Regions from separate parts of the Mus musculus genome. Here region 1 is linked to region 2. The links are chromatin contacts, called in public ChIA-PET maps. All regions are on one chromosome and are shown on one strand. The core of a region is the stretch at or near the end of the contact, and the rest is flanking DNA. Distances in the headings are between cores, read along the strand shown.

The links. ChIA-PET counts read pairs in DNA pulled down with a chosen protein or histone mark.
Region 1: an RNA polymerase II ChIA-PET map of memory CD8 T cells shows a contact between it and region 2, with 40 read pairs. The contact joins the promoter of Acer2 here to the enhancer-like site in region 2. A contact is called at or near these places in 1 of 39 promoter capture datasets (liver), 1 of 484 Hi-C or Micro-C datasets (CD4 T cells), 4 of 115 datasets of contacts at active chromatin or transcription factors (CD8 T cells, effector CD8 T cells, embryonic stem cells and 1 more) and 3 of 9 other capture datasets (adipose tissue, liver and pancreatic islet).

The regions. Positions count from the first base shown.
Region 1 is chr4:86,873,119-86,876,102 of GRCm38.p6, forward strand. It overlaps Acer2 (alkaline ceramidase 2), which reads left to right and starts at 1,296. Exons shown (of 6, transcript NM_139306.3): 1 at 1,296-1,478. The coding sequence starts at 1,371.
Region 2 is chr4:86,715,989-86,718,942 of GRCm38.p6, forward strand. All of the region lies in intron 2 of Gm42312 (a long non-coding RNA gene), which reads left to right. Among named protein-coding and RNA genes, the nearest start is that of Gm42312, 6.4 kb to the left of the region's middle. Within about 2 kb of position 1,688, at least 37 of the 459 cell types and tissues checked have an H3K27ac peak or open chromatin away from gene starts, as enhancers often do. A contact at or near this core is called in adipose tissue and memory CD8 T cells, where this site is marked.

The DNA.
Region 1 (2,984 bases), core at 46-2,545, 160 kb after region 2:
ACTGTTTTATATCATATTGGATAGATAGATAATGGATAGTTTTTCTTTCCAGGATTACAAGCTTGTGCCACTACACCCAGCTTATTTTTGCCTAAGCTATCGGGAGGAGAAAAATATGATCACATGAGAAAGCAGTTCTGCTGGACCAGCTGGTGTTGAATATACAACAGTGGGGGAGCCATTACTGTGCAGGGAGCCCTTATAGTGCATTTTTCGTTTGTGGCTCTGGCCTGCTCACTCCTGCTAGCCTGTAACTGACCCTAGAAGGAGGTCACAGTCTATGTTCTTCTTCTTGGGTTCCAGAAGACCTTCAGTAGAACCGGCTCTAGAGAAGGGAGAGGGGACAGAAGGTGGGATAATGAGGTCACAGGAGTGGTTTGGCCTGTAAGGAATAAAGCTGGATTTCGTAAACAGGAGGTGGAGACTGGCAGCTTCTGCCAGCCGTGGAGACAATGGCTGTGTGGGTGTCTGAGGAAGAGAAAGGTAGAAAGGTTAACAGAACCCGCTACCCAGGATGCCACCGGGGACACCTAATGAGTGACATATGAACGAACACTCTCTCAACAGTGCCCAGCTCATAATACTATATGTACTATATACAACTATGTATGTATTACGTTCTGTACTTGTGTGTTCTTACCTGCATCTTCTGTGGGTTGGGATGGCCGAAGGTTTCCCCAAGTCTTATGTTACCCATAAATGACTAAACATTCAGTACTACAGAAATGCTCTCCTGGTGTGGGTGGCCCAGGATGCTTGGCAGGGTCCAGAGAACCTGTTGCTACAGCCTTGAGAATCTTTTTATCCTAGCCAGCAACGAATTGGGTCTGGTAAAGCTGTTCTGCCTTCAAGAGGAACAAGAATATTCCTTAGGCGTGAGAATTGGTGTCCCTAGTGCAGTGAAGAAAATTGCTGCGAACTACCCCGGAGTCCAAAGAGGTCCGGGTCTCTGTGCGTTTTTCCGTACTTTACATTTTTACAAAGGGTAGGGGCCGTTTTGGCGTTCTTTACACAACCTGGACGCACGCGGACAAGAGCGACTCCGAAGACCTTTGCCACCAACCACGGTGGAACCGGAGAGTCCCGACTTCCACCCCAGCCCCGGTCCTACCCTTGGGGGTTCCCCAAGCCTGTCAGGTCCCGCCCCGGGTGGGCGTGGCCGCCGTGCTCCGGGACTCCGGGGGGCGGGGCTGGGGCGTGAGTGTCCCGGCGGTGGCAGGCGGGCACAGCCCGGCTTGGGAGGGCCGCGGGGAGGCGCCGTATCCGGAGGCTGTCCCGCACCGCATAAAGCCACAGACGCACAGTGTGCCTCGCAGCCGCTCGGGCCGGTCGCCGCTGCAGAGAAGCTGCTCCGATGCTCCAGAGCGGCCATGGGCGCCCCGCACTGGTGGGACCACCTGCGGGCTGGCAGTTCGGAGGTGGATTGGTGCGAGGACAACTACACTATCGTGCCTGCCATTGCCGAGTTCTACAACACGGTGCGGGACGCGGGGAGCGGCGGGGCAGGTGGGCGGAGGGAGGGAGCTATCCCCGTGTCTGTGGCGCCTGGAAGCAACCGTGGACGTCCGTGGCAGATTCACTCCACGCCCCCTTCTCCGGGCGCTTCTTCCAGCTCCATTTCTGCACTCCTCTCCGGTCCCTTTCCAGAGCTCCTCCAGCTCTTCCTGTCATTTTCTTCTTTATGGCTCTATTGTCTTGTTTGGCTCCTGTGCTCCGGGATCCAAGGGTCCGCATCAACCCATTTTTTCCAGTTTGGGTCATTTAGGGACGTGAGCTCACAGGGGCAGCTCCCTTTTTTCTGCCTAGGATCTTTGTGGCGTGACGCACCTGGGTCTCATTGTGCGTTTTTTTTTTTTTTTTTTTTTTTTTTTCCTCTGAGTACCTGTTTTGGGCTCCCTAGGAAAGGGGAGCCCTGGACATGTCCAGGGCTGGGTCCACTCTCACAAATCGGCAAGTCCTTTTCACTAAACTATGACAATGTTGATCTAATTATTTTCGTCCAGAATCAAGTAACTTCCTATGAGTTCTTTTTCTTGTTGCTTTTAGAGTCCAGTTTTGAGCCAGCTCCTAGTGGTGACTGTGAAGTCTAGGAGTGATAGCTGTGGGTTTTCTGGACTTGCCTAGGTCCCTAGATATGGACAAGCAGAAATTTACAGAATTCCTGGGATTTTGTTCTTTGCGAGAGGGAAGGATTGTCCCTAGGAGAGGAAATGTTTCTGCTTTTTCCCCCTGAACCCATCCATCCCTCAGGACTCTGGTATCCAATGTGACTTTGCATGGTCATTTTTCTGGCTTATCTTTTTTTGCTGTTCAAACAGAGAAAACAGGAACTCTTTGAGTCATTGTGAGTTTGAGATTGCTATTTAGGATTTTTTTTTTCCCCTTTCGGATTTCTGGAAAGAATGTTCTCAGCAAGAATCAAGCATTATTGCCTGGATAGACCCCTAGTCCCTTTTATGCCCCTGTCCTTTACTTTTGATCCCCCAACTCCCGTTTTTGTTCGTATTACTAGGCTATTGAGCAGTGAGCTGTCATGCCCATGTGCTGCTATGTCTGCGACTGACCCAGAATTCTCCACCGTGCCTTATCCAGGGCTTTTCCTCCACACCCACTTCTTAGTTGCTCAATGAAACCAGACCTTTGACATTCAGAGACATAGGGAAAGATCTAGTTAGTGAAAGTGGCCACATGTTCCCTATTATCCAACCTGGTGGGGTATTTATGATGCTCTCTACATAGACAGGCACCATCAGAAGAGGCCGGAGCAGGGCAGCTGGGGTAGCTGAGAAGATCCACCAGCAGTATCAAGTGGAGAACCGCTGAGAAACGCTAAAGGTTTCACTAGAGTCAAGGAATGACAGGCTGGATCATTCACCCCCTGGCACTCTCCTGTGGAGTGTGAGAGCTCTCAGCCAGGGTTAGCCCCAGTCATAAAGTCCCCCAAAGCTCATGCATAGTTGCTCTGAGCCAGCCTTGAAAAGCCC
Region 2 (2,954 bases), core at 438-2,937:
TTCTGGCCTACATAGGTACTGCACACACATGGAATATAGACATACGTGCAGGCAAAACAACCATTCAAATAAAACTTTAAAAAAGTAAATCTCAAAAATATTTTTTTAAAAAAATATGTGTATCTAAGCAATAAATGTGGGCAAAGGCCAGGAATCTTGAAGGGGGCCTTGGTCAGCACATAGAGACTTTAAGGGAAAGGGTGGCAAAACACAGGAGGATAAAGCAGAAGGAAGAACAGAAGGGCCAAAGAGTAGAGTAGACAAAGAACCGGGGCAGAGAGAGAGGAAGGAATGAGGCGAGAAGGCTCAACCAAAATGAAGCAATTCCCAGATGGGAACCTATTTACTTTGTCATCTACTTTTAAAAGCAAGAATAAAGACTGAAGCGGTATCTCAGTGTTTAAGAGAACTTGCTGCTGTTGCAGAGGCCCTGGGTTAGATTCCAAGCACCCACGTGGTGACTCACAGCCATCTGTAACTCCAGTTCCAGGGAATCCAATATTCTCATCAGGTCAACTTGGACACAAAATGTAATGCATATATTCACATGCAGGCAAAATACCCACATATATAAAATCAATAATAACAAAGAGCAAGCTGGGAAGAGGATCGGTCAGAAAAGCAAACATGGGGACCCAAGTTTGAATCCACAGAAGCCATATTAAAATTTTAGTGTGATTGGACGCACTTCGAACCTGCTTCCTGGGGACTGAGAGGCAAGAGGAACCTAAGGGCTCGCTGGTCAGCCAGTCTAGCTGAATGACTAGTCTAGCCAGCGAGCCTGTCTGAAAGAATAAGGTGGTGAAAGATTGAGAAAGATACCGACTTTGAATCTAGCCTCTATATGCTCAGGCATGGGCACCCCAAACCCCGACATACACACGTACATAAATACATACACAAAATGTACATACACATGCATAATACACAAAGTCAAATAAAAAAGTAAAGTATTCAATAAATAAGTTGGGTAAAACAATCTGAGTAGAAGCAATGGTGAAATCTCTCCTCCATGTCTTCTTTATCAGTAAGGTGGAACTCAGCAAACATGAAGCTACAGTTACCTAGGAAAGTATTGGGTAATAAATATGATAATCACAGATAGGGTACTCACCAGCAAGCCAAAGAGACTCACTCCTTATACTCAAAGGCAGTTTGTGGATTAAATCAGTGCTAGAGATCTTTTCTCTAAAGTCCTGGGTTCTGTTTGGTCCCCGGCACTAAGGAGAAAATACAAATTAAGAAGCAAAAATAGAGAATTTGTTTCCCCATAAGCAGAGCACAGGAATAGCCACAGCTATTACCAAATATGAATTATTTGGTCCAGTTCCATGAGCCCAGAAAGATTATCCTATCTCTTCCTTAGTGTCAGGAGACCTAGAGTTATGTCCTGGCTCTCTGCCTACAGGCATAAGTTGGTTTTATCCTGAAAACATTAAAAGCCTTGGCTTTGTTTTGAAACCATAGCAACAGAAACTGTGAACTTTGCAAAACCTCAGACTCCTGAGCTGAAAGAACCTTGAAGATAATTTTGTAACTAGTTTTGTTATTTATTTGGCACAAGTCTTTTTTTTTTTTCTTTTTTTGGTTAAAGATTTATTTATCCTTATTTGTGTGTATGTGTGCATGCATGCATGAGTTTATGTGCAACACTATGCAAATGTCGGTGGCGGCCAGAGAGCCTTAGATCCCCTGAAAATGCAGTGGCAGACAGCGGTGAGCCACCTAATATGGCTATTAGACCTAACCTGGAACTTCTGGAAGAGCAAAGAGTGCTCTTGACCACTGAGCTACCTCTCCAGCCCTGTTTGGCAGAGCTATAACAGAAACACAAAATATAAGAAAAATGAAAGCCAGGGACTAGAGAGAAGGCTAGAGTGTTGAGGGTACTTACTGCTCTTTCAGAAGACTTGGGCTGCATTCCTAGTATTCACATCAGGCATCTCACAACCAGGGCTTCTGATCCAGGGCATCTGATGCCCTTTGGCCCCATGTGGTGTGCAAAAACACATGCCAGCACACACATGCATCAAATAAACAAACAAACAAACAAACAAACAAATAAATTTTGTTTGAGACAGGATTTCTCTGTGTAGCCCTGGCTGTCCTGGAATTTACTCTGTGGACTAATATGGCCTCAAACTCAGAGACCCACCTGTCTTTGCCACCCAGCTGCTGGGATTAAAGGCATGTATCATCAGGCAAAATGAATAAATTAAGAAAGAAAGAAAGAAAGAAAGAAAGAAAGAAAGAAAGAAAGACAGAGAGAGAGAGAGAGAGAAAGAAAGAAAGAAAGAAAGAAAGAAAGAAAGAAAGAAAGAAAGAAAGAAGGAAAGAAAGGATGAGAGCTATGTAAATTCCCATAAAGAAGGGCAGGTATTTGGCTTGTATAGTGTTCTCTTCCCTTTGCTGGAGTTCTCTGAGGAATGCTAAGGCTCCCTGGTATTTCACTTACTTGTTCTGTCCTTCTCAGTTCACAGAGTAGCCAAACTGAGACTTGGTGGAGCTGAGTCAGAGATCTGTAATCCAAGCTACTCAAGCAGAAGGATCTTGAGTTCCAATCTAGACTAGGTAAAGCTCCACCTTGTTGAGAAGTAGGCCTGGGGAGGGAGGAAAGAGGAGGGGGGAGGGGGAACGGGGAGGGAGAGGGGGAGGGGGAGGGGGAGGGAGAGGGAGAGGGGCCACCTAGTTGGACCTGTAGTTTTGTGATAGAGTGTTTGTTTGCGCAGCATGCATAGGGGCTTGTATTTGATTGAATGCATCACAACAGAGACCCTCAGGCTCAGCAGTTAAGAATACAGATTGTAGGCGGGGCATGGTGGCACATGCCTTTAATCCCAGGCAGAGGCAGGTGGATTTCTGAGTTCGAGGCCAGCCTGGTCTACAAAGTGAGTTCTAGGACAGCCAGGGCTATACAGAGAAACCCTGTCTCGAAAAACCAAAAAAAAAAAAAA